Regions from separate parts of the Mus musculus genome. Here region 2 is linked to region 1. The links are chromatin contacts, called in public promoter capture Hi-C maps. All regions are on one chromosome and are shown on one strand. Each heading gives the region's core, a stretch centred on a gene start, on an enhancer-like site or on the middle of the called end of the contact. The rest is flanking DNA. Distances are from core to core; before and after follow the strand shown.

The links. Promoter capture Hi-C pulls out the DNA fragments that hold promoters and counts their contacts.
Region 2: a contact with region 1 is called in a promoter capture Hi-C map of liver, with 2.0 times the contacts expected there. The contact joins the enhancer-like site here to the promoter of Metap2 in region 1. A contact is called at or near these places in 2 of 39 promoter capture datasets (the 3T3-L1 cell line and liver), 4 of 484 Hi-C or Micro-C datasets (embryonic stem cells, liver, nephron progenitors and 1 more), 1 of 115 datasets of contacts at active chromatin or transcription factors (craniofacial prominence) and 3 of 9 other capture datasets (adipose tissue, liver and pancreatic islet).

The regions. Positions count from the first base shown.
Region 1 is chr10:93,886,494-93,894,265 of GRCm38.p6, forward strand. Metap2 (methionine aminopeptidase 2) reads right to left here and starts at 4,709. Exons shown (of 12, transcript NM_019648.3): 1 at 4,604-4,709; 2 at 3,045-3,781; 3 at 501-608. The coding sequence starts at 3,195.
Region 2 is chr10:94,005,044-94,012,815 of GRCm38.p6, forward strand. It overlaps Vezt (vezatin, adherens junctions transmembrane protein), which reads right to left. Exons shown (of 12, transcript NM_172538.5): 2 at 1,917-2,051. Among named protein-coding and RNA genes, the nearest start is that of Vezt, 27 kb to the right of the region's middle. Within about 2 kb of position 3,763, at least 7 of the 459 cell types and tissues checked have an H3K27ac peak or open chromatin away from gene starts, as enhancers often do. A contact at or near this core is called in liver, where this site is marked.

The sequences.
Region 1 (7,772 bases), core at 3,459-5,958:
TAAACATTTTCCTTAGGGCTGGAGAGATGGCTCATAGGTTAAGAGCACTGACTGCTCTTCCAGAGGTCCTGAGTTCAATTCCCAGCAACCACATGGTAGCTCACAATCATCTGTAATGAAGTCCAAAGCCCTTTTCTGGTGTGTCTGAAGAGAGCAACAATGTACTCACATACATAAAATAAATCTATTTAAAAAAAAAAACATTTCCTTAATTAACGTCTTGTTTTCAGGGCTGGAGAGCCGGCTTAAGAGCACTTGATACTGCTACAGAGGACCCAGGTTTGGTTCTTAGCACCCACATCAGGCAGCTCAGAACTGCCTGTAACTGCAGTTCCAAGTATCCAACACCCTTCTGTGGTCTCTGAAGGTTAGGCTAGCATGAACACTGTGCACTACATGCCAGCACTTGCACAGACACATTAAAAGAAAATAATCTTTAAAAAAAACCATAAAAGTTGCCTTTTCTGTCTTTTGTAACAAGGCTGAGAACCAGTGCTTACCTTCATCGTCGTCATCTCTCTCCTTCTCCTCCAGTGCTTGGCTCTCCAGCTGTTTTGCTACTTCATCCACCAAGGCTCCGGATTCTTTATCAAGTTCTTGTTGCACTGCTGTTCAAACAAAACAGGACAATCAAATGATTCCCACGCCTGGATATTTTCTAATGATCCTGTACAGTTCACGGATCTTTTCACAATAAGCAGCATGAGAAACTAAACAGAAGCAGTAGCATTACTTGTTAAACCACAGAGAGAAACTTCCAGACCCAAGTAGTCCCGTCTACTCAGGTCATTCTAGAGAATTCTCCATTATATATGATAGCCCCTACAGGATAAACAGAAATGTAAGTTGATCCCTACCCTAAGCAATTTAACCTTAAAGAAGTTTTAAAAATTAGATGACAACAGATATTTTTATTTATTTATTTACTTATTTTTGGTTTTTCAAAACAGGGTTTCTCTATGCAGTCCTGGCTGTCCTGGAACTCACTCTGTAGTTGAGGCTGGCCTTGAACTCAGAAATTCGCCTGCCAGCCGGGCGTGGTGGCACACACCTTTAATCCCAGCACTCGGGAGGCAGAGGCAGGTGGATTTCTGAGTTCGAGGCCGGCCTGGTCTACAGAGTGAGTTCCAGGACAGCCAGGGCTACACAGAGAAACCCTGTCTCAAAAAAAAAGAAAAGAAAAAAAGAAATTCGCCTGCCTCTGCCTCCCAAGTGCTGGGATTAAAGATGTGCGCCACCACTGCCCAGCGACAACAAAATATGTATTGTGATTACTATACATATATACAAAATAGGCACTACAAGCTGAAGGCCATAGGAAGAAGAGATTACACACCAGCTGAACAACAACAACAATGACAACAACAAATCTAGATAGGGAAAGATAATCCATTACTAAAATGCAACATTGTAAATATCTAAACCACCCATCTGTTTGTTTGTTTGTTTGTTTGTTTTTCCGAGACAGGGTTTCTCTGTATAGTCCTGGCTGTCCTGGAACTCACTTTGTAGACCTGGCTGGCCTCGAACTCAGAAATCCGCCTGCCTCTGCCTCCCGAGTGCTGGGACTAAAGGCGTGCGCCACCACACCCAGCTAAGCCACCCATCTGTAGGAGCAGTATGCCCACACAGATAAATATATTAAATATACTCCAGCACATGCTGGCTACTAAAGAAGATTCCCACTGAGAAACAACTTAAAAATATTAAGAATAGGCCAGTGGATCTCTGTGAATTGGAAGCCAGCCCCCCCTCCCCACCCCCTGGCCCCACAGCCAAGGACGCATAGTAAAACCCTGTTCCAAAGAACTAAAACTGCCAGATAGAGTGCTGCACAACTTTGATGCTGTACTCTGGAGACACAGACAGGAGAATCTCTTAGTTCATAAGGCTAGCATGGTCTACTGAGAATCCCAACCACCACAGAGGAAGCCCTGTTTCAAAAACAAACAAACTAACAAACAAACCTATAAACCAATTGTCTGTTGCTCACCTTCAAGGGCAAACTGCAGAGTTCAGAATGTACTGCAAGCCCACCGAGCCACAACAGAATGCCCCTAGATTAAATTCTGCTCTAGGGAAGGCCTACAAAGATACGCCGACTCTTGCTTTTCACTCCCATCTAACCACCAAAATTCTTAAGTAGGCAGAAAAGTTCACACCACTTTCTCTTAATTCCAACTCCATTTTTCTCTCATCCTTTATCTGATGACCCTTAAATACAAAAAAAAAAAAAAAAGAAAAAACCAAACCCTGAGGTGGTTGTGAAACAAAAACGTCTCAAGATAAGACATGTTCCTGGTTAACGTGGTCCAACTGTAAACATGCGGCTGTGTCCTCGCCTTACCCACGGAACTAGGTTATTACTAGCTGGGGAAAATCCATTCATAATCGCAGACTACGCTGGCTGCACCGCATGCCAAGTGGCATCAAAATTCAGGCCTGCAAACCCTAAAGGTTGAGCATGCTGTGAGATTTTTGCACCACCACCCAACGGTCAGTGACAGGAGCTGTCTGTAAGGACAGAGACTCAGAGACGAACCCCCCCTAATCTGCAATCCAAAACTGAAGCCCTAGTATGCATGCGAATGACACAAGGGGAGGACGTACCGTCCCGGCAATCTGCTCCAATACCCAACCCCCAACCCTGGACCAAAATAGGTAGGTCCAGCAACCAGGCCGCAACTAGGGTCGGAAGGGATTCCGAGGCGGTGTCCAAAACCCGCGCCGAAGATGGTGGAGCTGAATCCTGTGCATGTTTCAGGTCCGTGCCACTGTCTGCGTGGGAGCTGAAATCGCGCCCCGGAGACCCTCGCTAGCGCTACCATTCGGGAAGCGGAGGCGCTCTCATCCCCTACACCCTCCCACCATTACCGAGGAGCCGTGGCACGGAAAGCTGGCCATGCCAGCCACTCCGCCAGGCCTGACGATTGAACGAGGGCCAGGGCTCCCTCCCGGTTCCCATCCCCCGGGCACCCCTGGCGGGCCTGAGCCAAGTCATTCGGCCATGCCGGGCAGGGACGGCGAAAGCACGACTCCTTTACCTGACACAGCCCCTTTGCCCTTCTTCTTCTTCCGTCTTTTCTTCTTGGCGGCTTCCTCGGCCGTGCTGGAGGTTCCCTCTTCCCTGTCGTCTGGATCCAGGTCGCCATTCAGGTGGCCCCCGAAGGACGCTGCCTGCTCCACGCCCGCCATGTTGCCCGAGAAAGAGAGAGGGAGAGAGAGAGAGAGAGAGGGAGCGAGAACGAGCGGCGAGGGCCCGCTCCTTCTTCACCCACCTCCACCAGCGACGCCGGAAGCCGCGCTCGATGGTCCGGACGCAGGGAATGCTGGGACGGCGGAGGACTCTGCAGCACGCGGTCTAAGTGCCCGCCCCCTCTCCTGGCTCAGCGCTTACTCTGACCCTAAGCTTCTGCACCCCCTGTGCGCATCTTCCCAGCCTGGGAAAAAGCAGGGGGGCTTCGCTCCAGAGTGCGCAGGAGATGCCACTAACACGAGGAATTTAGTGTTCCCTATTTAAAAAAAAAAATCCTACAGGCAGTGATGAGAGAGGGTTAAAATAATGTATTTATCACACACATTCTTGATGACTCAAAGACCGCGTTAAACTCACTGTCACAGCTCGCGGGGAAGCTGTCGAGAAGCGTGGGATAATTTTGGAAGCCGGAATTCCGCGTTTCGTATGCTGCACTCCAAACCTCCGATGGTTCAAGATAGGATCATCGCTTGGAGGCGGTTAATCCGTTTAATCCCAGCACTCCGCAGAGAAGCGGGAGAATCTCTGTAAATGCGAGGCCAATATGGTCTGCAGAGTGAGTTTCCAGGATTATTTAGAGACCCCGTCTCAAAATAAAAGGACACTACGTTCTCACGCGTCTCTTATTTTGAGACAAGTGCAGGTTCTGACCAATGGGAACAGGCCTTCCTCAATAATGCCAAAACACACACTCTTCTTAGTTTTCAGTCAGTTCTTCACTTTTAGATGCTTCAACAAAGTATGCTTGAATTCTGCCCATGTCTTTTCCCCTAGTGCTTCATCAGAGTCCCTTATTCAGATTGCAATTTTCTTTTCTTTTTAGACCATTGCCAAAGTAGATGGTGAGTAGCTATCTGGATAAACCAAGGAGTTATCATCAGTAAGGATCTTTGCCCAGCTAGAGAGTTCTGGTGTTTTCATTAGTTTTAAACTAGGTACCAAATTTCATTGATGTCAGAATAGCTTCGAAGGTTCTCTTTGTTAGCGGTTTCACTTTATACAGGCCTGACCACAGCTACATAAAATGGGGCCTGGGAGTGTGTAGCTCAGCGGTTGAGCACTTGTTCTAATGCTAAAGACCCTACATTAATCCCCAGCACTATAAAAACAGAAGCAAAGCCTAGTGGTGGTGCACACCTTTACTGAAAAAAGGGATCTTTAGGTCTGATGGTCTCTGTTCTAAAGGTAGAACGAAGATGGCAGAAGCTAGAGGTCATAGAGAAGTAGTAAGCTACTGCTGGTATCAATACCGATGAAAGTGTAGGCAAAGGCTATAACTGGGGACCAGGGACAAGAGGCTTGAAGACAGAAATATTTCTGAAGTATAATTAAGAGAATATAACTGACCTTGATCTTGGAGGCGGGGGAGAAGGTAAGAATGGCACCCAGGTTTCTGGCCCAGGAGGCTGTGGATGAGGTGGAGTCAAAGATAAACTGCCTACATCCAAAGGTTGAGATCCCTGCAGGGCATGCAGACAAAGATACCCAGTCATCCTGAGGAATGTTTACTAGAGATAGGGATGCTAGCAGCATTGGGCCCAAGTGTGGCAGAAGGCTTGAAAGTTCAGTGACCAAAGTACAAAGAAAACCAAGAGGACACTGGTGTTTGCAAGTTTGGGGGTTTGATTTGGGGGTGGGTATTGGAGATTCTGTCAAGGAGCACTGACTGCTCTTCTGAAGGTCCTGAGTTCAAATCCCAGCAAACACATAGCTTACAACCATCCATAATGAGATCTGATGCCCTCTTCTGGTGTGTCTGAAAACAGCTACACTAAACTTACATATAATAAATAGATTAATCTTTAAAAAAAACCTACTACAGAAAGGGTAGACGGCACAGTCTCAAAAGACGCTGTTGGTTTCTGGTCTTAGGAAGCCACTGATGCTTTAATAGGACAACTTTGTTAGGAGATACTAACAAAAGATATTAAAAAGAAATTGGAGTGCACTAAGGATCTGCTTTGAGGATGAAGAATCCCAAACCCATTCCACTAGGGAATTGTAATCCTCTCCTTAGGGTTCTGGAAAGGACTTTTCTTGAAATTAAACATATTTTCCTTGCCCTCTATAATATTTTTCCTATATTTTTTTGGCGGGGGAGGGGAGAGACAGTGGGAGTGTTTCAAGACAGCCCTGGCTGTCCTAGAACTCTCTCTGTAGACTAATAGCCTCAAACTCAAATATCTGCCTGCCTCTGCCTCCCAAGTGTTGGGATTAAAGGCAAGTACCACCACCAACAACTATTTTCTTTATCTTTACTGTATCTCATGACATCTCAAATTAGCTTTTATTTTACAATGTGTTATTAGCTTCTCTTTGCAACTGCAAGAGTAGTAAAATTCTTCTAACTCAGGATAGTCCCCTCAGATTTTGTCTTAATAGACTTTCTTCTTATCTTGTAACAAAGTTGTTCTTGTAAAAGCATACACTTAGTAGTGGAATTCTTCACCTTCCTCATGGTCTCTGTCTAGAGACTACAAACTAGACACGAGCTAGAGACATCCAGGAAGAGGAAACTTCAACTGAGAGCATGCATCCATCAGATTGGCCTGTAGGGAAGTCTACAGGCACATTGTCTTGATTAAATGATTAATGTGGAAGGGCCCAACCCACTGTAGGCAATTCTATCCCTTAACCAGGTGTTTCTGGTTGGTGGTATAAGAAAGGAAGCTGGGTAAAGTGTGATGGTTTGTGTACACTTGGCCCAGGGAGTGGCACAATTAGGTGTGGGTGGCCTTGTTGGAGTAGGTATGTCTGTGAGTGTGGGCTCTTTTCTTTTCTTTTCTTCTCTTTCCTCTTTTCTTTTTTTTTTTTTTTTTGTTTTTTGTTTCTTGTTTTTTGTTTTTTTTGTTTTGTTTTGTTTGGTTTGGTTTGGTTTGGTTTGGTTTTTTTGAGACAGGGTTGCTCTGCGTATCCCTGGCTGTCCTGGAACTCACTCTGTAGACCAGGCTGGCCTCGAATGGGTGTGGGCTTTAAGGCCCTCACTCTATCTGCCTGTATTCTGCTAGCAGCCTTCAGATAAAGATGTAGAATTCTCAGGTCTTCCTGAACCATGCCTGCCTGACTGTTGCCATGTTCTGGCCTTGATGATAGTGGACTGAACCTCTGAACCTGCAAGCCAGCCCCAAATAAATGTTGTCTTTATAAGAGTTGCCTTGGGGGCTGGCGAGATGGCTCAGCCGGTAAGAGCACTGACTGCTCTTCCAAAAGTCCTGAGTTCAAATTCCAGCAACCACATGGTGGCTCACAACCACCCATAATGAGCTCTAACACCCTCTTCTGGTGCGCCTGAAGACAGCTACAGTGTACTTACATATAATAAATAAATCTTTAAAAAAAAAAAAAAGAGTTGCCTTGGTCATGGTGTCTGTTCACAGCAATAAACACATATGAGACAAAAGGCATGAACAGCAAGCCAATAAGCAATGCTCTTGCAGGGTTTCTGCTTCAGCTCCTGCCTCTGAGTGCTTGTCTTTGACATCCTTTGATGATGGACTCTGACATGTGAGTCAAATAAACCCTTACCTTCCCAAGCTGTTTTGGGTCATGATGTTTTAACCACAGCAATGGAAAGCAAATTAGCCTTCTATGTGTAGAAACTGGACTTTAGAGAAAGCATTAGTATAACTAAGAATTTCTCCTGTGGCTAAACTATCAGGAATAATATTGCCCTTACAGGAGTTTAAGGGATTAGTTAAGAGCTACCTAGGACTCAGTATCAAGAGTTCATGGGAGGGGCAGGAGAGATGGCTCAGCGATTAGGAACATTGACTGCTCTTCCAGAGGTCCTGAGTTCAATTCTCAGCAACCACATGGTGGCTCACAGAAGAGGGAGCTGAAGACAGCTGTAGTGTACTCATATACATAAAATAAATAAATAAGTTTTAAAAAAAAAGAGAGAGAGAGAGCTCATGGAAGAAAGCAGGATAAAATACTCTGCCTAATGCTTTCTTTCCCTTATACCAGCTCTGACCCAGTGAGGCCACCTCGCTGGATTTGGCCTTTCCTGGAAAAATGCCTTTCAGCCAAACAGCCATGGTGACCAAGCATTTTATTTCATTTGTTTTTGTTTTGTTTTGTTTTGTTTCTACTGGGAATCAAAATGCTGTTTCCTCTGGGCCAATGTATAAAACAGTTATTTCCTTTCTTTTGCCCAGTTAGCCGCTGTTTGCTGACAATCAGTTTCTACCTCGTGGTTGAAAGTTGAAGCCCTTAGGCAGATCTTTCATGTCCATGTTGCAGCCCCCCAGTTCCCCTCCCCTCAAGACAGAATTTCTCTCTGTAGACCAGGCTGGCCTAAATTATAAGATCTGCCTGCCTCTGCCTCCTAAATGCTGGGATTAAAGGCACACACCTGGCTCGCTTTTTTCCTTCCTTCCTTCCTTCCTTCCTTCCTTCCTTCCTTCCTTCCTTCCTTCCTTTCTTCCTTCTTCCCTCTCTCCCTCCTTCCCTCCCTTCCTCCTTTCCTCCCTCCCTTCCTTCCTTCTTAATTTAATGTGTATCAGTGCTTTGCCTG
Region 2 (7,772 bases), core at 2,513-5,012, 120 kb after region 1:
TGTGTAAAAATAAGTCAGCACGACGGTCTCATGAAGACATAAACTGCCTTGGCCTGCCTCACCCCCCCCCCCCCAGCCCTCTCTGAGACAGGGTCTTTCTATTACATAGCCTTGGCTGGCCTGAAATACCCTATGTGGACTAGGCTGGCCTCAGACACCCACCTGCCTCTACCTCCTAAGTACTAGGATTAAAGCTGTGTGACACTATGCCCCATAGCTTCTGATTTTAGTACATGGTCAAACCATAGGCATACAATTACTTGCTTTGAAATAAATTTTGTTGTGATTTATCATCAGAAGCCATTTGATTTGTATTCCTGTTTTATATACCTAGATACCTAGGGTTGCATAAAAATTTCTTGAACAAAAAGAGGTCATGAGTAGATAAAGATTAAGGAGTTCTGAGCTAGGGCAATTATGACTCAAGGAGAGATTTAAGGAAGCTTAGAAGATGTGCTGACTCCCTAAGTGTGCTCATTTGCTTTGGTGATTAATAGCACACTTCTTTATGCAAGAATGGAGTCATTCTTGACAAACAACACAAGACAGTAAATGTCCCGTCCAGTTTTCAATCTGTGATTAGTCTCTGCCAACCTGTTTTGAAAACATTATATTCAATTCTAAACAACTTGTAAGACGGAGCTCTTGAGCGTGGGCCAGAAGTTGGGATAGACATTTGCTGATCTTGCGTGGGTCTAATGGGTTGAGTCTGTGCCCTGCATTCAGGTCACTGAAGCCGAAGCTTCCATTTCAGTCAGGATCCTACGGTTAAGCCTTTGGCTTGTGCCTTCTGTGTTTCTGGGGACTATATCATGTTCTCCTGGGTTGAGGGTACTTGGGAGAGTGGCTAGGGACCAGGGTTTATATATCAGCAGCAACATCTTGGCACACTGTCACACAATGGCACTTAACTATGATAAATTTTTATATGTAAGTTTACATAATCTCCCTGAGGGGGTTTAAATATGCTTGCCCCATGGGAAGTGGCACCCTTAGGAGGTGTATATGCTTTGAATATGCTTGCTGGAATAGGTGTGTCCTTGTTGGAGGAAGTGTGCCACTGTGTAGGCAGGCTTTGAGGGCTCCTAGTGCTCAAGCTCTACCTAGTGCAGAAGAGACCCTCTCCCTGGCTCCTAGTGGAAGACAGTCCTCTCCTGACCGCCTTCAGATCAAGATGTAGAACTCTCAGTTCATCCGAAACCATGTCTGCCTGCACACTACCATGCTTTTTGCCATGATGATAGTGGACTGAACCTCTGAAACTGTAAGCCAGCCCCAATTAAATGTTGTCCTTTATAAGAGCTTTCTTGGCCATGGTATCTCTTCAGAGCAATGGTAACCCTAACTAAGACTCCTCCCCACCCCCAGACTCTGTAGGGCTGTGTGTGTGTGTGTACAACTCAGTGGTAAAATGAATATTTATGTGGTGTAAACAAGGGACATATTTAAACCAGAGCACCCATACGACAAGGAACCCCCAGATGGCAGGACGCCTCAGCCAGTAAAGCACCTTGCTACCAAGAAGGAGCACCTGAGCTCAGTCCCCGGGACTCCCAGTGGAAGGATCCTATGAACACAGCACTTGACAGAGAACTACTACTGGCAAAGTTCTAACGAGGATTTTAGTATATTTCTTTGGTCCTCCAGATAATTTCAATACTTAAAATATGTCTTATTTCTCAAATCATTTTTATTTCACTTCATATAAATTATCCACAAAAAAGTTCCAGATAAGCAATAAGGACTGACATTCCTCTCACAGATCTACACTGTCTGTGAGGGAGAACTGAACTCAGGCCCTTGTGCATGCTAGGCGAGCACTGTACCACCGAGCTCCGTCTTTGCCCCAGAAGACAGTTTCAGTAATCATTAAGGTAAAGAATGATAAAGCCACGAAACACAAGCATGCTTCTTACTCTCTGTAGGACTCTGGTGGGAGGCGGCTGAGGTCCCTCTGTTGTCAAGCATTTTTCTGGTTTTGGTGACGAAGAAGAACATATCTCAAAATCTGTGTGTCCCAAATCCTGTAGGTACTGGTAAAGTGGAGAATTCTGAAAGAAACAGGAAATGAATCGAATCTTAAGATCACTAATATTTTAAAAGTTTTGGGATCAAATTCAAAAATCACACCTGAGTACCAGCTTCTATCACATTTTTTCATGGCCTTTCCTATGAGGACTGGTATGATCGGCTATAGCAAAATGCCATCGAACACCAATAAATCAACCAACACGCAATACAAAGACCCAAAAAGGAAAAGCTCTAAACAGACACACATTTTTCTGAGTGAGCACCAGCAAGAAAAATGAGCTTAGATTTATAAAAAGATTTCTTAAGCAATTTTTTAATCCAAATTTTTGTTGTCTTTAAGTAAACCATTCTAAAATAGGCAGTGCTGGCTATTGTTAATTGCTAAGAGGTCCTACAGTGAAACAGTAATTACTTAAAGCCAAGAAAACCTAAATATATTCATTATAATATTATGTGTAATGTTGTAGATAACACTTTCTTTAGCACTAATATGCACATTACCCACCATGCTTGACACTACAAGCAAAACTCAAGTTCCTTTAAAAACGCAAGTTCACTCAACATATTAGGCAATGCCAGATACGAGAGTGAGACTTTTTTTTTTTTAAAAACCAAACAATCCATGAGATTACAGTGGTTAAAAATACAAGCATCTTATGATGGGAGTGACAGAACACCCCCATATTCTCAGAATTGAGGAGGTTGAAGGCCAGTCTGGGTCACTTGTTAAGATCCTGTCTGACAACAAATAAAAAAATTAAAATAAGGTAACTCTGGAAGCAAAGTTTAGGTTCAAATTCCAACTCTTGACTGTCACTAGATAAATAATCTGTGACAATTTATAAGCCATGGTTACTTCAGTTGTCTCACCTAAAAACAGGATACTTATATTCAATGCAGAGAGATCCCTACATACATTTAATTCCATGTTTGAGAAGTAGAGGGACAGAGGGGCAGAAGCAAAAGCAGAGGCATAATCTCTTGAGTTTTAAATCAGCATGGTCTATATAGTGAGACTATGTCTCAAAAACAAACAAAAAACCCAGGAAGCATTTAGAAGAATCCAGGCATATATCTTTCTGTAAGTTATGGGGGGGTTGGTGGGGGGGAGACGGGCATAGGTTAAGGGACAGATCCCGTCCCTGGCCCCAAGTGTTGTGTACCTGTTTCCTCCAAGACTGAGACATTCTGCCCTACAGGGAAGCTCTTTACTCAGGGAGATAAACAACTCAAAACATCTTCAGGAAGACCCTGAAACTGATCAAACTCACTAGACCCCTCCCTGCCAGAGAATGAAATTAAAGCTGAGACTCTCAGACAAAGCTGAGCTACAAAGAAGACTCTCAGACAAGCTAAGCTACAAAGAACATCTTGAGATCAGACTTGTCGGAGAAGCAGAAGCTGTGGTGTTTGGAAGAGGTTTAAAGCACCTGAGGCACCTGGAAAGGACACTCTCCCAACTTGTTGAGCCGCCTGCAAGCTGTGCAGCCTGCTCCAGGCTCCCAGCTTTGTGAGCTGTCACCAGTCCTGGGGGTGGGTTTTGGTGATGCAGCTGTCTTTGAGTCATTCCTGCTCCTGTAAGTGACCCCTCACCTGTATTCCTGTAGCTCCAATAAAACTCACTGCTTCACCAAGTTGGATTTTAGTGGTATCTGTATTTTGGTCTGTCCTGGGCCCCATGTCTGGGGTGAGTAGACAAGTGTTTGACTTCTCCCCAGAAAAAGTTTGTTATGCAATACCAAGTCATCCCAATTCCATTAAACAGAAACACACTGTTACTATCAGATGAAATCTATGGAGGAAGTTACCTTAGATGAGTAGCAAATACACACACACACACACACACACACACACACATATATAAAACAAATAAACTTTGAGGTGGGTAGAGAAAAGGCCCAGCAGTTAAGAGCACTTGTGTTCTTGCAGAGGACCAAGGTTTGGCTCCAGCACCCACTGTGGCAGTTCATAACTGTCCATAACTAACTCCAGTTCTTGGGGATCTGACACCCTCTTTTCTCCTCCACAGGCACCAAGCATGCACTTGGTAAACAGACAGTCATGTAAAACATCCATACACAAAAAATAAACACATTTTTTAAAAGCCTTGATTCCATTCCATGAGATACGCAAATCTTTTTTTTTTTTTGTTTTGTTTTGTTTTTTGGGTTTTTTTGTTTGTTTGTTTGTTTGAGACAGAGTTTCTCTGTTTAGCCCTGGCTGTCCTGGAACTCACTCTGTAGACCAGGCTGGCTTCGAACTCAGAAATCCACCTGCCTCTGCCTCCCAAGTGCTGGGATTAAAGGCGTGGGCCACCACTGCCCAGCTGAGATACCCATCTTAAAAAGGCGCATGCCTTTAATCCTAGCACTTGGGAGGCAGAGGCAGGTGGATTTCTGAGATTGAGGCCAGCCTGGTCTACAGAGTGAGTTCCAGGACAGCCAGAGCTACACAGAGAAACCCTGTCTGGAAAAAAAAAAAACAAAAACAACAACAAAAAAAAACCTGTCAATCAGTGTTAGAGACACAGCTCCAAAACCAGCAACAGAGCTGCCAGCTAAAGTAGGGAAGAGAGACACAAACTCTCCAAATGCACTCTAGTTTACTCAGCAACAGCAAAGGATGGAAATCTTGGGTGCTCATGTGCCATGGTGGACATTCTCAGAGGGTCAGGGCAAGGAAAGAGCTTTTTGTTTTTGTTTTTTTAAAGATTTATTTATTTATTTTATGTATATGAGTACACCACTGCTCTCTTCAGACACACCAGAAGAGGGCATCAGATCCCATCACAGATGGTTGTGAGCCACCATGTGGTTGCTGGGAATTGAACTCAGGACCTCCGGAAGAGCAGTCATTGCTCTTAACTGCTGAGCCATCCCTCCAGCTCAAGGAAATGTTTTTAAGGGCCAAATGAACCACTGGCTCAGGGGCAGGTGGAAGGAGCTAATTTTTTTCATTGGAGCTCTGGCTGTTGCTACTGGAGGGTCTGTATAGAACTGACAGAGCCAGAAAACGTCCTTTTAGGGCATAGCCCTCTTTGGCAGTAACTGTTACTGTCAGGCATGCGCCTGGCAGACAAAGGAGCTCCAGGAAAGGTTTGACTTGGGTTTGCATGAGTCACTCATTTGCTACAGACAACTTTGACACAACAAACTTTGTGACAAAACCTTAAGTATCTGACTTGTCCTATCTCACTGACTGCTCTATGGGGCATTCTCAATGTATCATTATTAATGTTATTCCCTTATCTAGATGATACAACATATCTACTCAGCCAGAAGGATGGGACTGAATAAAGAATTTGACCACAAAGCCAACACTCTGAAATATTACAGTAAATGAGCACTGAGAAACATTTTATTAGCTCTCTAAATCAGTCAGTCTCAACCTTTAGACCGTGACCCCTTTGGGGGTTGAATGACCCTTCTACAGGGGTTACCCAAGACCTTAGGGAGATGCAAATATTTACACTACAATTCAAAACAGAAGCAAAATTACAATTATGAAGTAGCAATGAAAATAATTTTATGTTGGGAGTCACCACAACATGAGGAACTGTATTAAAGGGTTGCAACATTAGAAAGGTTGGGAACCACTGGTCTAAATGAAGACGACACTAAAGAAGCTTTATCCAGAGAAAACAGACAATTACAGAACTGTGTGAGATGTTATGCAAACAGGAGAGATGCCTAACTTAGCGTCAGTTTCCTTTGGATTCTATTCTTGAGTTCTGAATGTGATGGAACCCAGTGTGCAAGACTGGGAACATGAGACAAAGGCTTTTTCATTTCACTTTTAAGAAAAATATCTTAAACAGTATAAAGAAAAGGGTTTCTTATTTCCTTATTCAACTGTTAAATTTCCAACAGTACATATGGTTAATTTTCTTTGATGCAAGGGCTTTCTAATACAGCACTAGCTGGTGGGCCTAGAACTCCCTAGTGCTAGAATATGAGCATGCACCATCACACTCACCTTCAGCTGTCACTGGCTTTGTAGTGTGTGCTTTTTTATGAAGACAGGGTCTCCTGTAGCACAGACTGGCCTGAACTTGCTATAGAGAAAAGAATGACCTTGACCCTCCTGCTGTTTCCGGTAGTTTGTGTGTTGGGAACAGAACCCAGTGACAGGCAAGCACTTTATCAACTAAGCTATAACTCCAACTTCCAAATGGTTCCTTTTAAAATCGCCTATACTGTTTATTGAAAGAGTGCTTTTCAAGTTGAGCTATGAGCCCTACTCTGCTTTGACTTCAGGGTGCCAAAAGAACACTAGCATATTGTTTGGCTTCATCTTTTGAAAAGTTTATATATTAAAAAAACAAAACCCCTAACTTGTTTTTAGAACCTTTTCTTCACAAGAACTCCCAGGGGCAAGAATAATAAATAAGATGGATCAAAGTGCAGTTACTCTAGAGTTGCAGGCCATATGGTCTCTGGTAGAAGAGTCAAGCCCAATGCTTCAGAGTGAAAGCAATCAGAAACAATGGACACAAACCCAGGAGTGTGGTTATGACCCAACAGAACTTTATCCACAGGGAAATCAGGAATTCCTGCCACTTTCATGTTACAGAATAGAATCATTTTGATACTTTCTCTGATAATTTAAAAAAGGAAAACCATTCTTTGTACAGCAGTCCTTACAAAAAACAAGATGGAGAGAATCTGGCCCAATGGCCCTAACTTACTGCCTCCTCTGCCAGTTATAGTCTCTGCTGAGACCAGCTTTTCTTCTGAGAAGAAGCTTAGCGGGTGGGAGAGAGGACACATCTATAGATGAAATTCCTAGAGTTTCCTATTATATACTTCATTTTTGTGGTTTTCTACTTGTGATTGGCAGTGCAAATCATACCACTTCTGCTCACATATGAACCCAGATCCTGCACGAACACCAAGGCTCTACTCTTTATATTTATCACAGCATTCTAGATTGCAGCTTTATTTTTACTTTTATGCTTCAGTAACTTCTGAGCCAAAAGAAAATATAAAATTCAAATAATAACATACAATTGAAAAGACACCGTTTTTGGTGTAACTGAATGTTAGCCAAGATGAACTGGCCCAGATAGACCTTGTAGCATGGTTTGAAAACACAGAAAACATTTTTTAGTGAAATTATTATTTTACATTAATTTTTTAAAAAAAGATGTATTTTTAAATTTATGTGTATGTGTGTGTGTGTGTGCTTGCTTGAGTTCATATGTACTATGTAAGTGCAGAAACCCTCAGACACCAGAAAGGGACCTGGATGTCTGCGAAGTGAAGCTGCAGATGACTAGGAGGTGCCCTTGGGTGCTAGGAACCTAACCCAGGTCCTCTGCAAGAGAAATAAGTACTTTCACCACTGAGCCCTCTTTCCAGTCCTACATTAATTCTTCAAAAATGTTTGGGGCTAACATGCTCTTTCTGTTTCTTTTAAACTGCTAAATAATCTAGATATTAGTTGATAGCTCTCAAGAAAGCACATTCTCATGAGTGGCTCTCAAAATCAAGATCCCCACAACACAAGCACTGTACCCACGAACTCACCGCAGCTGCAGTTACCTATGCACGGTCAAGTCAACAGGATGGGTCACACTGGACAGGCAGCACTAACTGAACCAGTGTGTTACTAACAACAACAAAGAAGACATAAAAGGGTTGGGGGGACCTAGGGGAGAGGAAGGAGTGAGTTGGGGTGTAAATGATACATTGTTTATATGTGAAAATATCAAAGAATAGAAGGTATTTTATTTAAAAAGA